Linked DNA regions of Mus musculus: regions 1, 3, 4 and 5 are each linked to region 2. Evidence: chromatin contacts called from public Hi-C and promoter capture Hi-C data. All regions are on one chromosome and are shown on one strand. The core of a region is the stretch at or near the end of the contact, and the rest is flanking DNA. Distances in the headings are between cores, read along the strand shown. Region 1 holds the start of Cfap65 (cilia and flagella associated protein 65). Region 2 holds the start of Stk36 (serine/threonine kinase 36). Region 3 holds the start of Tmbim1 (transmembrane BAX inhibitor motif containing 1). Region 4 holds the start of Cxcr1 (chemokine (C-X-C motif) receptor 1). Region 5 holds the start of Pnkd (paroxysmal nonkinesiogenic dyskinesia).

Region 1 (2,700 bases), core at 198-2,697, 330 kb after region 2:
GCCTAGTAGCTACTACACTGGACAGCAAAGCTGTAATACTTATTTTTGAACTTATTTCTATATTTCACATTGTTTAGTATTTTTTTTCACTTCTTTAAGTAAGATTGTCCATATCCCAAATAGTATCAATTTGACTAACAATCCAGACAGTATTGTGAGGTTTTCAACAGATATTTTAATCCCTACAGTTGTTTATCGTTACATGTGATTTGCCTTCTTTTCCTTGTTTTTCTTTTGAGACAAGGTTTCTCTGTGTAGCCCTGGCTGTCCTGGAACTAGATCTACAGACTAGGTTAGTCTCAAACTCTGAGATCCACTTGCCTCTGTCTTCCAAGCGCTGGGATTAAAGACATGAACCATCATGATTGGCCATGACTTGCTTTTAATTTAACCTAAAACATCTCCTTCTTCAAGTTGGTGGTTAATTAAGGTCCCCATGTTATAATGTAACAATCTCATGATTACCTTTAGCAGTTTACACATTTCCCAAAGACAATCTCATTCTCTCTCCACCAGCCAGAGAAACCCTCTGTTGGCTCATTTGTTCCTAGAAGGTTCTCTAACACTGGAGGAAACCATTTCAAGTTACTGTCCTCATCCCATGCATTCCCTCACAGAGCATTTACCAAACAGGTCTGATACAGCAGGTACTTGTACAAAACAAGCTTCCTACCTCCAAATGTAAAGTGGGTGTTCAGACAGAACCCAAGAAATGCAAGCTGCGGGTGGGGAGGAGAGCTGTTACTTTTCTGTCCTTGGATAGCTTTAGGTCCTGTCCCTAGTCCCTGATCTCTCAGACATCAGGGGATTCAACAGACAGTCTGCCTTGCCTCTCTGAAAAAGTCCCCACTCAATACACCAATCTATCTCTGAAAGGCTAGAGAAGAGACAAAATAAGGTAGAAAAGTGGTCCAGCCGGGACTTAAGGCAGGAAGCATGGAGCCTTTCCGGGAACAGAGAAGGTCATTTGCAACATTTTGCTGTGAAAAAACGTGCAGTTGTGTGTGTGTGTGTGTGTGTGTGTGTGTGTGTGTGTGTGTGTGTGTGTGTGTGTGTGTTTGGGGGGGGCTTGTTTTAAACCAATTTTCTAGTTTCGGGGGTGGGGGTATTTTATCAGTTTCTTTTATTTGCCTAATTTCTGATCTTAAAATTTTACAAACGACAGGTGAAAAAACCGGGAGTAGGGGTGAGGGTAAGGAGTGGTCAAGTAGAGCTGAGGAAGGAAGCCTTAAAACGAAGGGAACAAAATGTACTTATGGGGCTTCTCAGGGTCTCCTGGCCCCCGCATCTAATTAATCTCGCCCACAACGAAAGGACTTTCTGAAGACCCGCCACGATTTCCTGTAAAAGGGGTTTTTAGTACAGATACCGTTCCTTGTTCCTCTCGCTGGCCTCCAACGTTTAGAACTCATGCAAACGCTGTGCTAACGTCTCCGTAGATACAGGACGCTCGGGACACAGCGTCTTTTGGTATCCCATGGCAACGACGGCAACCCAAAAGAGCCAAGGTTCAGAGAAAGCGAATGAGTCCGTTTCTTTTTGTTTTGTTTTTCTCTTCATTTCATTTCTTTTCCTTTATTTTCTCTCTTTTTTCTTCTTTCCTTTCCTTTTTCTTCTTTTTTCTTTAACTTTCTTTATATATTTTTTTCTTTTTGTGCTAAGAATTAAAGCTTTGATCATCACTAAGCTACACACCCAGTCAATGCCTGCTCAAATTTAATCTCCCTATGTTAAGTATTGAATCCAAGATTTTCCCTGCTGTAGTACCAACTGTGGTCTTTTTCCATTCCAGACAAGGTAAACATGGTTCCCCCAATTTTCATGGTGTCCTGGCAATTACTTTATTTGACCACCTTATTCATAGATTACTGTTGGGCTCAAAAATCATAGATTGCCTGAATGGGAGTCATTCCTAATCTCTTGAAGTAGACTGATCTAGACTCAGAGCCTCATTCCCTATGATCATGATGGTTCATTGAAAACAGCCTCTGGTTATTTCTTACTGCATAGGATTTATAAATGTGCTCCTTCTGCTGCCGAAAGAGAACACCTTTGGCATTTTCTTCCAGATATCTTTTGGTCTGAGACCAAAGAAAATTAACTTGTTTGAAGAGAGACAAAAGTTAATGTATGAAGAAATTCTTTTTTGTCTGTGCACTGGTGTGCACGCTGTGAGAAAGGTATCATTGGATGAAGGCGACGTAGAAAAAGCCAAGAATCTCAAAGTTCATTCTTCGGCAATTAAAGAGTTTTACTGCCTGAACAGTGAACCCATTCCTCCTCAGAATGAAAGGGGTGTGGTGTGGTTATAGAGGGAGAGCTCAGAGAGCTGGAAGCAAACCCAGAAAATAAACGAGCAGTTTGGAGGATTGGGGTTCACTTGTGGGAGGTAGGCGATGGACTGAGGTGACAAAGTGACCTGAGTTGGCTTGAGGGATCACATGAGCGGGGGAGGGCAGGGCTGCTGCAAGGGAGGTCCAGGAGGTCGGTTAAGTCATGCCAGCCCAACTAAGCCTGGAATTCTTTGGGGATTAAGGAACGTGGAACTCAGTGAGTGTCTCGCTGGTTTCTCAGAATCTGAAGGCTGTACTTTGAACGTGATGACGTTGATGCTATTTGGAGCTCCTGTAATGATTTCTCCCTTTTTTTGTTTTTCTTCAAGTTCTTCTTTTTTTTTTTTTAATCAGTCTGACTCAGCTG
Region 2 (2,700 bases), core at 148-2,647:
ACAGCCCTACCCAGGTGATATGAAACCTGTATCCACTTTCTTATACATTTCCTCTCCATCTAGAGGAAGCACACCCCAGTATCATTTCTATAGTGATGGTTATTATTAGCATTCTTCTTAAAGCTTATTTTACTACTACTACTACTACTACTACTACTACTACTACTACTACTACTACTACTAAAAGACATTCTGGCTGCTATAGACCAATGCAGCCACTGCTACTCTGTCATGGCTCAGGTGTCCCTTCATAATCTTAGAAGTCACTCACAACAGTGAAAAGCACTAGTCTGGCTGGGCTCCCTAAACCAACGGAACACAGAGGTGCAGTCTCAGTTAAGACTTCCTTCAGTACTTTGCCCACCTTAGGTCACCTGAGCCTTGGATGTAAGATACAGACCTAAATGTAAATAAGGTCATAGGTTACAGGTGGAGGTGGGGGTGGGGTGGGGATGGGGGTCCGAAATAGGCTGTCCTAATACTAACAGTATAAGGCCTTAACTCAGACAGATGTCCTTTGGTCTCTTGAGGTTTTATACTTCAGCAATTAATGAAAAGCAGGCCTATGGATATTACGAATCCATGGTGATCCATCTTCCCAACTACTCTATGAGGTAATGCCACACCCACTTTTTTTTTTTTTTAATAGCTGACACTGACTCGCAGGAGCTAGCTGGTTTGGTCAGCATCACATCAAGCTAATTAAATATGGAGTGAGCACATTTTTATCTTATGTCCAAAACCCAAAGTCTTTAAAGGCTTTTGGTTTCTTATTAAGAATGCTCGAGAGAATAGGAGAGCTTATGAGGGGAGTAAGGCTTTTCTGACAATAGTTATTAGTGCTATCAGGAATATGGGAAGATTGAGGAACGCGTAGGCAGAAATGGACTGGTCCAAGGGGCAGGATCCTAGGGGCACGAGGAGGGCGTCCGTTCCGAGAGGCGGGAGGTGTGATGAGAAGCCATCCTCCAGGGCCCAGAAAAATCACATCAGGGAGAAGTGGGGAGGGGTAGGCCCGTAGTAGGGAGCAATGGGGTCGATAAGGCGTGGGCCCAGCTGGCAAGGCCGCCGTAGACCCAGTCCCTTCTCAGATCAGCGTCCCTCCTCCCTCCGTTCCCGGTCCAGTAGCTCGCCTACGAAAGGATGTCTCTTCTATCCCTCGCCCCTTGATCCACCCTTTATGCCCGTGGTTCGGACGGTCCGAAGCTGTTGCTAGTTCCCGGCACCAGATCCAGGCAGCCAGCCAAAACCTATGACCCAAAGTTACCAGTCCTCTTCCCCAGCAGCTGTCGACGCAGACGCCGCCATGTCTTCTCCGGCTCTTGGCCGGAACCGGAAACACCTTTTGGGAAGTTAGAGGCGGAAAACTAGGGCGGGGCGGAGTAAAAGAAAGCTGACGCCGTTTCTAGGCAACTGAAGACTCTAGATCCTTTGTGGGGCCTGCTAGCCAAGCGACAGAAGTGCCCTACAAAGTGCCAATGGGCGGTTCGCATCTGTCACACACCTCTGAGAGCTTTGTCCTTTAAACTTCTAATCAGTTCCAGGGAGTAAAACTGGTAAGAGTGGGGAAACTAACGAGAGCATCAATGAGGAATGGAGAAAAGTAACGCAGGCAGCTGGGAGGCCCCGAGCAACTAGCCTGAACTCAGCCTGGGGAGCTTGGAGCGTCTAGACTGGGAGCAAGTTAGGGGACCTCTGCTCGGGGCCAGAGTGGCGGTGCTGGGCAAGCTGAGGGTGTCAGGAACCTGGGAGAGTATAGAAGGAGCGTGTGAGCATCGCTGGTGGAGAGGGGAAAGGGAACACCGGTGTGCTATGGGCACCTAACCTGGGTGGGGAGGTGGGGGTGGGGCTGGAGACACTAAGACCTGATCATCTTTCCACCCTGGTCATGATTTTGAGGCCTTGGTTATTGTGAAAAATAGAACAAAGCAAGGTTGATAACGTGTATCTTTCTCCCATGTTATGAGCCAGGCCTCCCAGATGTGTGGAACTACCCCTGGATCTATAGCTCTTTGTCACCGTCTTCTTTCTACCTTCTGAGAGACCCCGAAACCCTTGCCATGGAAAAGTACCACGTTTTGGAGATGATTGGAGAAGGCTCTTTTGGGAGAGTGTATAAGGGCCGAAAAAAATACAGTGCTCAGGTAGTAGACAAGGATATCTTTTAAATGGGATTTGGTGACCCACGTGTCCAGTAAAAACGTGGGACAGAAGGGCTGCACGGTGTTTATTTCTAGACCCTGACACCAGCATACTTCCTAGGGTATACAGGCCCAGAAATTTGACTTCTTGGAATCAGATCCCAGCCTTAGAACTAGGAACAAACTACCTAACATCCCATGCTTCCATTTCCCAAACAGTACAATGGAGGAATATTGATAGGGTCTGAGGATCAAATGTGTTTCACACTTAATCACTTAATACAATGCCTGACACCTACTGAATGACAAAAATGATCACTGTTCTTTGTATTACCTAAGAAAAGATAACACCTTGAAATCTGGTCTTCCATCTTTACCTTTTCCTTCTCCTTTCCCCAAATCTCACGCTGAGTCCTTTGCTTAGGTCAGAAAACCTCTCCCAGAGTCCCATCAAAGGAATCTATTTGCCAGTAACTGTTTCCCTTTAGTGATGGGCTGACAAAGCCAGAGTACATCCATAGTACCCGGGGGGGGGGGGGGGTTGAGGTGGGGGGTAAGT
Region 3 (2,700 bases), core at 19-2,518, 300 kb before region 2:
ACCACCACCCATAGGCCACAGTGGAGTGAGTGACTGGGGAAGGATGCCCCGGGGAACAAGACCTGGTGAAGACAGTCCAGGCTCTGCCTTGGCAGAGAGCCTTCCATTCCTTCCTCCTTTTCTGGTTCCCTCCTGGCCCTCCCAAACCTGCTTTCCCTTTTCCCATTTCCCTGTTTCTTTTTTTTTTTTTTTTTTTTTTTTATTTTTTATTCTGACCTAAAGAGGTCACCAGGGCCAGGCAAGACAGCTTTCACCTGTAATACTCCCAGCACTTAAGGATCTGAGGCAACAAGTTCAAGGCTTGACTGGGCTACTGAGTGAAACTGTCTCAAATAAATAAATAAATAAATAAATAAATAAATAAATAAACCAACCAACCAACCAACCAACCAACCAACCAACCACAGTTCATCAGCTTGACTGTACTTTCTGGTAGGCTTCTGAATTACAGAGCAAAGGAACAGGAGCAGGCCAGGTTAGGAGTAGGAATGGCTTCTTCTTTAGACCTTAGGTTGGCCCGCTGGCTTCTCTGAGCTAGGGCTCCCTCCTCCCACCCCCCACCTTAGACAGATTCTCATCACCAGTTTTTACGCAGCCTGGTGACGCCAGGGCAAGCTCGAACAGCCCCGGGTGGGTTCCAAGCCTCTGGCTGGCTCCCTCCCTCCCTCTCCCCACCAGCTGAGGACCATGACCGCCTCCATTCTCACTTGCTGCACGGCCACTCTGGGGCCCCGGAGTGGGGGACACGTCCTCAGACAAACAAGCCACTCAGCCACTGAGAGGAGCACCCTACAAGAAGCGGGTCAGCTCGCGGGTGCGCACCGAATGCGGTTGCGCCACAAGCCCGGGCCATATGTCCTGCCCGGGCGCACATGGAAAGTGAAGACCGGAACAGGCAGAACGAAAGGACCCTAGCCTGGCTCCGGAGCACGACCGGAGTCGGCCCGCGCGTGCCAGAAAAGTTCGGGCGCCTGGGCGCAGCGCCGCCCCAGGCCACTTCCATTCCCCGCCGGTCTCGGGTCCCCACCTCCAACGGCCGCAGCCCCCTCACTTGCCTGCGCTGTTCCGGACCGTGAGATCCGCCTGGGCCTCCGGGCGCTGGCGAGGACTGGGCTGGGCCGGGCTGGACTGGGGCTCCGTGCCCCGCCCCGTCTCTCTCCGCCGCCAGTGGGGAGGAGCCGCCCGGCACCCCGAGACCTCCAGGGAGCGCTGGGGTCCCCTCCAGACCTCAACCACGACCCAGGTGTGAGTGGTTCACATTTACTGGAAGCAACGCCGGTTCGCAGCGAAAACCCAAACTCACTGGGAAAAAAATAACTTCTTTCCATGAATTCCAGACTCCACCCCAGTAAGAAGTGCTATTTATGCGTCATCAGTGCCTACATATCAGCGATTTGCGCTAGGGGCTTTAGAGCTAATCCTGTTGTCTTAAAAGTTGTTATTGGGTTTGTTTTTTTGTTTGTTTGTATTCTGGGTAAAAGAGCGATGTCGCTATGTACCTCAGGCTGGTCTCCAGCACTTGTCACCCGGCCTCAGCCCAAGTGTTGCAATTACTGACCCTGGTTTCACATAGTCAGATTTCACTGATTTTTTTTCCCTCTTTTTCTTTTTTGTCACTAACTGATCTTCAGCACTTTCGGTCTAGGGGCGTAGGTCAGTGGTAGATCTCTGGCTTTCCATGTGAGAGACCCAGCTGGGTTTCATCCCCATGCCAGGAAAACCAAACAACAAAAGAATAGTTTCAATGATGCACAATATTGTATCACATGGCTATGCTATGTTTATATCAATTCATTCTTAAAACTTCTTATTTCGTGAAAAAAAAATTTAAGTCACAAAAAAAAGAAAGAAAAAAAAAGAAAAGAAAAATTTAAGTCACAAAAAAGTCTGTGGTGACTAAGAATTCTGTGCTTGTAAGCTAACCGCCCTTTTCAAATGTAAAACTTCAAACACAGGCATGAGACTCCGAAGCTATGCTTGGAATCAGTCATGTGTCACTTAATGACAGGGATGTGCTAGGTTAGGAAATTTCTGTTTTGCAAACCTCATGGTGTGTTTACACTAACAGCTCACTATGTGTGACTGGGAAGTAAAAATAATCTTATAGCAGTTGGCAGTATGCTGGCTTAGGGTGCGAGCAGTCCTGGGTTCCATCTCCAGCACTGCATAAACAGTGGAAGTGGCATGTGCCCGTAATGCCAGATATTTTGGGAATGTTAATAATAAAATAACTTACCTCAAAGAGGTTAAGAGGAGCCAAATATGTGGCCATGGTCAGAGAAAACCAATATAGGTTATCCAAAAGTCTGTGTTCCAACATGGGAATCGTTTGGTGAAGTTTTGAGGAGGTTGGAAAGTCATCTTAATTAGGGTTTTATTGCTGTAAACAAACACCATGACCAAGGCAGCTCTTATAAGGACAGCATTTAATTGGAGCTGACTTACAGGTTCAGAGGTTCAGGCAATTATCATCAAGGCGGCATCCAGGCAGGCGTGGTGCAGGAGGAGCTGAGAGTTCTAAGTCTTCATCTGAAAGTCACTAGAAGACTGGCTTCCAGGCAGCTAGGATGAAGGTCCTAAAGCCCATGCCCACAGTGACACACTTCCTCCAACAATGCCACACCTACTCTAACAAGGCCAAACCTCCAAATAGTGCCACTCCCTGGGCCAAGTACATTCAAACCACCACAGGGGTGTTTT
Region 4 (2,700 bases), core at 89-2,588, 410 kb before region 2:
TTATTGTTTGCAATTTTTGTAAAGACATATTATTTTTCATTGCTTTTATTTATGTATAAGTGCATATGAACTTGTCTGTGTGTCTATATGTAGAGGTCAGAAGAAGGCATCTGATCCCTTGGAACTGGAGCTACCAGGAGTAGCGAGCTGCCCAAAGTGGGTCCTAGGAACCAAATCCTCAGGAGCACTCCATGCTCCTAACCACTGAGCTATCTCCCCAGCCCCTTGTTTGCCTTTCTTAAAACCTACCTGGAGAAAGAGGTGATAACTTCAGATTACATTACACTGTACTCTGCGCCTTGTCTTCTGATGAGATTGTCTCCAGCTTTCACAGTTGTAAACATCGCGTCAAAAGCACACAGAAGAGGCCAAAGCAATGATTCAGTGAGGTGCCTGCGTGCTGCCAAGCCGAAAACCTGAACTTGATCCCCAGAGCCCACATGGTAGAAGGAAAGAACTACCTCATGTAGGTTATTCTCTGGCCTCCACACCTAAGCTCACACACACATTAAGCGTGAAATAGAAAAATTTTAAATGCATGTCAAGGGTTGGTGAGATACCTCGGCAGAGCTTGTCACACAAGCCTGACACCTTGAGTTTGCTCCCAGAATCTATGATGGAAGAAGGAAACCAGCTCCTTAAAATTGTCCTCTAGCCTCTGGCCTCTGTATATAGTCCTGCACACTTGCACACACACACACACACACACACACACACACACACACACACTTGAGACATGAGAACACGTGTGCACCTCTACCCAACACCAGGGCTCTGTAATCTGGAAGTATTTAGAAGTTAACTGAGTTTAAGATGAGGATACAGTTACCTAATGCCCACTCTCAATGGCTACCTTACCTGGGGCCTTTAATCCCCAAAGATTTCCACTTATCAACTGCAGATTGTGGGAAGATAGGGAGCTCTCCCAGCTTCCAGGCCTTGGATTCTATGGCAAGGGCAACCACATCCCTACCCCTTGGGATGCTCTCTCAGTGCCAGAGTTTGCATCTTCACAGAAGATGAAGGTTAGAGAGAAGCAATCAACACTGAGCCAGGAAACTGTTCACTGCAGCCACATAACAGGAAAGCAATAAAAAGCAATGGCTGAGGGGAGGGGGGCTGTGACCGTAAGCACCTAGGAAGTCAGAGTTGCGTACCTAGACACAGTGAGGGGACAAGAAACCATTTATCAGAAATCCCTTAGTCCCACAGAAACCAGTGTGTTTTCTAAAATAAAGTTGGACCAAGCCTTCCTACCCCAACATGTGGACTGACACACAGCTGACACAGGCGTCCTACCTGAGGCACCAGCTGGGTCCGTTCCTTGTGTGCGGGAGGAGCCTGCAGCTCAGGAAACAGAATGATCAAACAACCGAAGGGACTGGATGAATAAAAGAAAGAGGGAGAAACCACACCTCCCCCTAGAGCCCCGCCCACATCTGCATTTGGGTACAGATGAAGTCATGGGGCCCGGCAGTATCAGAGATTCTGAGTTCCGTAGGCTTAGCAGGGTGACCCTGCAGTTAAGGGTGTTCTCTCTAACTCCTTCCCTCCATAGATGATCACTTCTACCATCTTCAGTTTCTTGAATTTACCTGCACGTGCCACCCCTAAGTTTCCTAATAGATTACCTTGAGAAGTTTCTAACTTCCCAAGGGGAATAAGAAAGGGGGCAGTACAGACTTCCTATAACAGAAGTTTCAGAAGTCCACGGTGGGAAAGACTTAGGGAGTCTAAAGGAGAACTTAGCGGAAAGCTGGTGGTAGGGTCTACACTTAAGCTGTGTTTGGACAGCACGCAGACATTTATGTTGGTGCTGGAATAGAACCCAGGACCCAGTGCATGCTGGGACAAGTATCCTACCGCTGAGCTACACCTGCAACCCCAATGCTTGCTGTTTTGTTTTGTTTTGTTTTGTTTTGTTTTGAGACAGAGTCTCTCATAGCCCATGCTGACCTTAAGTCCATAAACCTTCATCTCTCTCCCAAATATTGGCATTACAAGTATACACCACTATGCCCAGCTATAAGCACGCCATTTTCACTTATATTTATAGGCATCTTTAGGGTCATGTGGTAGAGATTTTGGAAGGAAAACCTTTCCTTTACACTCTCTTTTACTTCCAATTATTGCTTGGTTACAGTAGAGCTGAGGTTTGGGGCATGGCCACTCCTTCCCTGAAGTCTATCAGAAGATCATGAGGGCTGGGAAAACAGTGAAAGACCATCTGGGGGTGATGCCATTACTGCTCCCCATTTGGTACTGAAGGACAGCTTCTTTAGGAAGCTGCCTGAGAAGTCCCTGAGCAACTCACAGCTGACCCCTGACTTTATTCCTAGGGTTCAGTGGACTGGTTAGTTTGAACTATCAACTAAACACAACCTAGAGTCATCTGAGAAGGGAATCCCAATTGAGGGATTTCTCAGATCAGACAGGCCTGTGGGCATATCTGTGGAAGATTGTCTTGATCTCTAATTGATGTAGGAGGGCCCAGCCCACTGTGGGAGGCACCATCCCCAAGCAGGTGGCCCTGGTCTGTATAAGAAAACTTGGTAGGGATGGAAAAATGGCTGACTGGGTTAAGAGCACAGACTGTGGGCTGGAGAGATGGCTCGGCAGTTAAGAGCACTGACTGTTCTTCCAATTCCCAGTTCAATTCCCAGCAACCAGATGATGGCTCACAGCCATCTGTAATGGGAT
Region 5 (2,700 bases), core at 113-2,612, 320 kb before region 2:
AGAAAGCTAACAAAGCTGACAGACTGCTAAACAGCAGAGGTAGGATTTGAACCCAGGGGTCACACTTAACCCCAGTGCCCTATGGCCCTTCCTTTGAATATCCTGCAGGCCAAAGTAGGTGGCTTTCACTTTGGTCTCTTATAATAGCTGCCTAGGACCAACAGGCCATACTCAAAAGCCCATCTGCACTGATCTGAGATGTTCAAAGGCCTACCTGAGTGCAATGCAAAGGTGACCTCACTATCATCCGGGCCCTCCATGCTACCGACCACCCCTTCCTGGGGTTCCAAGACCCAGCCCTCGTCATTGCCCTCTTCTTCTTCTTCCTCTTCCTCAAAGTCCACGTCTTCCATCTCCTGGGCCAGATCATCTGCTTTGAGAGAAGCGTTAAAAGATGGAGCTCCAAAGATAATACAAGGAATGGGGTAAGGGTTAAAGAATGAAAAAGGTGAAGCTAGGGTGGGTCGTGTGGCCAAAGGTTAAGATGTTGTCTCACACGTACCGAGCAGGAAGAGAGCACTTGGGGGGCGGGGAGGGGGAGAGAGGCTAGGTCTGAAGATCTGGTGTTGGCCAGCGACCGTGTGGGAAGAGAGGACAGAGGGCATGATGGGAAGGGGGTGTGTGAGGGGAAGGGCTAGGGGAGGCGTCAGGGAACCCCCACCCAGCCAGGCCTAGAAACTAAAGGTGGGGGGTAGGGGAGGAGGTCTGGGAGAGAAATGTCGGTAGGAACGACCGGTAGGGAAGGGGGGAGGGGGGACTGGGGAGAAGCAGGGGTCAGAGGCCAGGGGTGAGCGCCTCTTGTCCCGTGGCCTCAGGAGCGTCAGTTCTCACCCGGGTCCGGCGGGCCTGGATCCAGCTCTACCACCTCAATGATCTCTTCATCTCCGTGAAAGCTCAGAGTCTCCAGAGGCGGGGTGTCAGCGGCCGCTCCGCTCTCCGATTCGGACTCCATGCGGCGAAAGCTACCGATCCACTTCTCTGGGCCCAAACGCCTCCCAGAGTCAGCTCTGCGCGACGACGCGGAACTCGAGCCCCTCCTCCCGGGAGGAAGTAGGCGTAGGTGACTCCCGGCCGAAAGAGCGACGGCATCCGGGCCAATGGCGACAGTGGTGGACTAACAGAGCCGCCAATCATAAGGCAGAACTAGGATGACCAGGCCGGGGCGTGGCGGGAGAGCCCAAGCTCCACCTTACATGACTCCGCCCCCAGCTGAAGGGAAACAAGCGAGCGTGCGCGCCTCCAGGGTCTCCTGGGAGGAGTAGTTCTCCGGGGCCCGCTACGCGGACTTCTGGGAAATGTAGTTTTTGCTCTGTAGGCAGGACGGAAGGCGCGGGGGAGGCCCCTTACGCAAACTACAATTCCCGACGGGGAGCGCAGTGAAGGGGGGTGGGACCCGAACATGGCGGCGGTGGTAGCTGCTACGGCGCTGAAGGGCCGGGGGGCGAGAAATGCCCGCGTCCTCCGGGGTAAGGAGAGGGACCCTCGGGAGGGCAGGGTTTTAAAAGATTCCGTTTCCTTTATATCCCACCCAGCGCGACAGCAGGAAGTCAGCATGCCAATTGCTGCCCACACCTCTCTGCAAGATCTTAGAGAGTCTGGGGGTGAAAAGATGCTCTAGAGGTCACCCAGTCCAACTCCTGCGTTTAGGTTGCGCGGCGTGTCTAGGGTCTTATTGCTAGAGAGGGTACCAAAGAAACCTTTAGACTCCCGCGCCCCAGGGGTTTCACACTCACCGCAGTGCAGAGGAAAGAGCCCTGGGCATCTGGAGGCTTGAGTTCTAGCACTGAGTAATTAGCGGTTTGACCTTGTGCGAAGCAGCTCGTCTTCGGGCTTCAGCTTCCTCTTCGACGGGATGGAGTTAGTTATCCTTAAGGATAGCTTAAGGTCCTGCAGTTTTAAAACAGTTCCCCGGATTTCCTTCATACGTATGTCTCCGGTGAGTTCCTCTGCAGTCCTTCCCAGCCTGACTTCTGAATAGAACAGCAGCGAAGCTCACTGCCTTGGCACCAGGGTGAGGAGCCCGCAGTGACGTTTAAGTAGCCTTCCAAAGGTGTCACCCGATGGCGATTTTCCCATTTCTCTTTAGATTCTTCACTGCACTTGTTACTCCAGACTGCAGTCACTCCCCTTCCTCATCTCCCATACTGACATGCCATACTTTCATTCACAGGGATCCTCTCTGGAGCCACAGCTAACAAGGCTTCCCAGAACAGGACCAGAGCACTGCAGAGCCACAGCTCACCAGAATGCAAGGAGGAGCCCGAGCCCCTCTCCCCTGAGCTAGAATACATTCCCAGAAAGAGGGGCAAGAACCCCATGAAAGCCGTGGGGCTAGCCTGGTGAGTTTAACTGCTCCCTTTGCCTACCAGTGGGGAGTGCATTGAAAGGTGTGGGGACCTAGAAACTTCTCTGAAATGCGGGTGGAGAGCTGAATCCAAGGGAAGGAAATTGCTGGAGTCAAGGGATGGACTCTCAGAAGGGGGGGGGGGGCTAGGGTGGAAAAATATGTAAAATTGGGGGATAGTGGCTTTTCTGTGGAGCAAATTGAGCTGATCTGATTTGAATTTGAGTCACTGGATTCATCCTTCCCTTTGGGAGCAGGGGTCACATTCCAATCCCAGTAATTAAGTGTCAGATTGCGTTGTGTAGAAGCTAGACGTGTTTCTGTGAATTCTGTGGATCTGATTCTGGCCTTAATAC

The links. Promoter capture Hi-C pulls out the DNA fragments that hold promoters and counts their contacts. A called contact is a pair of places that touch in the nucleus more often than the background predicts. Capture Hi-C pulls out chosen DNA fragments and counts their contacts.
Region 1: a contact with region 2 is called in a promoter capture Hi-C map of hippocampal neurons, with 4 times the contacts expected there. The contact joins the promoter of Cfap65 here to the promoter of Stk36 in region 2. A contact is called at or near these places in 5 of 39 promoter capture datasets (the C10 cell line, hippocampal neurons, liver and 2 more) and 1 of 9 other capture datasets (adipose tissue).
Region 3: a promoter capture Hi-C map of the HPC-7 cell line shows a contact between it and region 2. The contact joins the promoter of Tmbim1 here to the promoter of Stk36 in region 2. A contact is called at or near these places in 3 of 39 promoter capture datasets (the HPC-7 cell line, cranial neural crest and frontonasal cranial neural crest), 3 of 484 Hi-C or Micro-C datasets (CD8 T cells, liver and neutrophils), 1 of 115 datasets of contacts at active chromatin or transcription factors (bone marrow-derived macrophages) and 1 of 9 other capture datasets (adipose tissue).
Region 4: a promoter capture Hi-C map of pancreatic islet shows a contact between it and region 2. The contact joins the promoter of Cxcr1 here to the promoter of Stk36 in region 2. A contact is called at or near these places in 2 of 484 Hi-C or Micro-C datasets (both in CD4 T cells) and 3 of 9 other capture datasets (adipose tissue, liver and pancreatic islet).
Region 5: a contact with region 2 is called in a Hi-C map of memory CD8 T cells, with 2.9 times the contacts expected there. The contact joins the promoter of Pnkd here to the promoter of Stk36 in region 2. A contact is called at or near these places in 5 of 39 promoter capture datasets (cranial neural crest, liver, neural stem cells and 1 more), 8 of 484 Hi-C or Micro-C datasets (CD4 T cells, CD8 T cells, Th1 cells and 5 more), 3 of 115 datasets of contacts at active chromatin or transcription factors (embryonic stem cells and extraembryonic endoderm stem cells) and 2 of 9 other capture datasets (adipose tissue and liver).

The regions. Positions count from the first base shown.
Region 1 is chr1:74,934,152-74,936,851 of GRCm38.p6, forward strand. Cfap65 (cilia and flagella associated protein 65) reads right to left here and starts at 1,448. Exons shown (of 33, transcript NM_001039495.1): 1 at 1,370-1,448.
Region 2 is chr1:74,600,058-74,602,757 of GRCm38.p6, forward strand. Stk36 (serine/threonine kinase 36) reads left to right here and starts at 1,398. Exons shown (of 27, transcript NM_175031.3): 1 at 1,398-1,556; 2 at 1,972-2,144. The coding sequence starts at 2,061. It overlaps Rnf25 (ring finger protein 25), which reads right to left and starts at 1,340. Exons shown (of 10, transcript NM_021313.3): 1 at 1,268-1,340. The coding sequence starts at 1,308.
Region 3 is chr1:74,303,068-74,305,767 of GRCm38.p6, forward strand. Tmbim1 (transmembrane BAX inhibitor motif containing 1) reads right to left here and starts at 1,269. Exons shown (of 12, transcript NM_027154.5): 1 at 1,056-1,269. The region is part of intron 2 of Pnkd (paroxysmal nonkinesiogenic dyskinesia); the gene reads left to right.
Region 4 is chr1:74,193,293-74,195,992 of GRCm38.p6, forward strand. Cxcr1 (chemokine (C-X-C motif) receptor 1) reads right to left here and starts at 1,339. Exons shown (of 2, transcript NM_178241.4): 1 at 1,300-1,339.
Region 5 is chr1:74,283,672-74,286,371 of GRCm38.p6, forward strand. It overlaps Pnkd (paroxysmal nonkinesiogenic dyskinesia), which reads left to right and starts at 1,363. Exons shown (of 10, transcript NM_001039509.1): 1 at 1,363-1,466; 2 at 2,171-2,339. The coding sequence starts at 1,400. It overlaps Aamp (angio-associated migratory protein), which reads right to left and starts at 1,067. Exons shown (of 11, transcript NM_146110.3): 1 at 832-1,067; 2 at 215-370. The coding sequence starts at 952.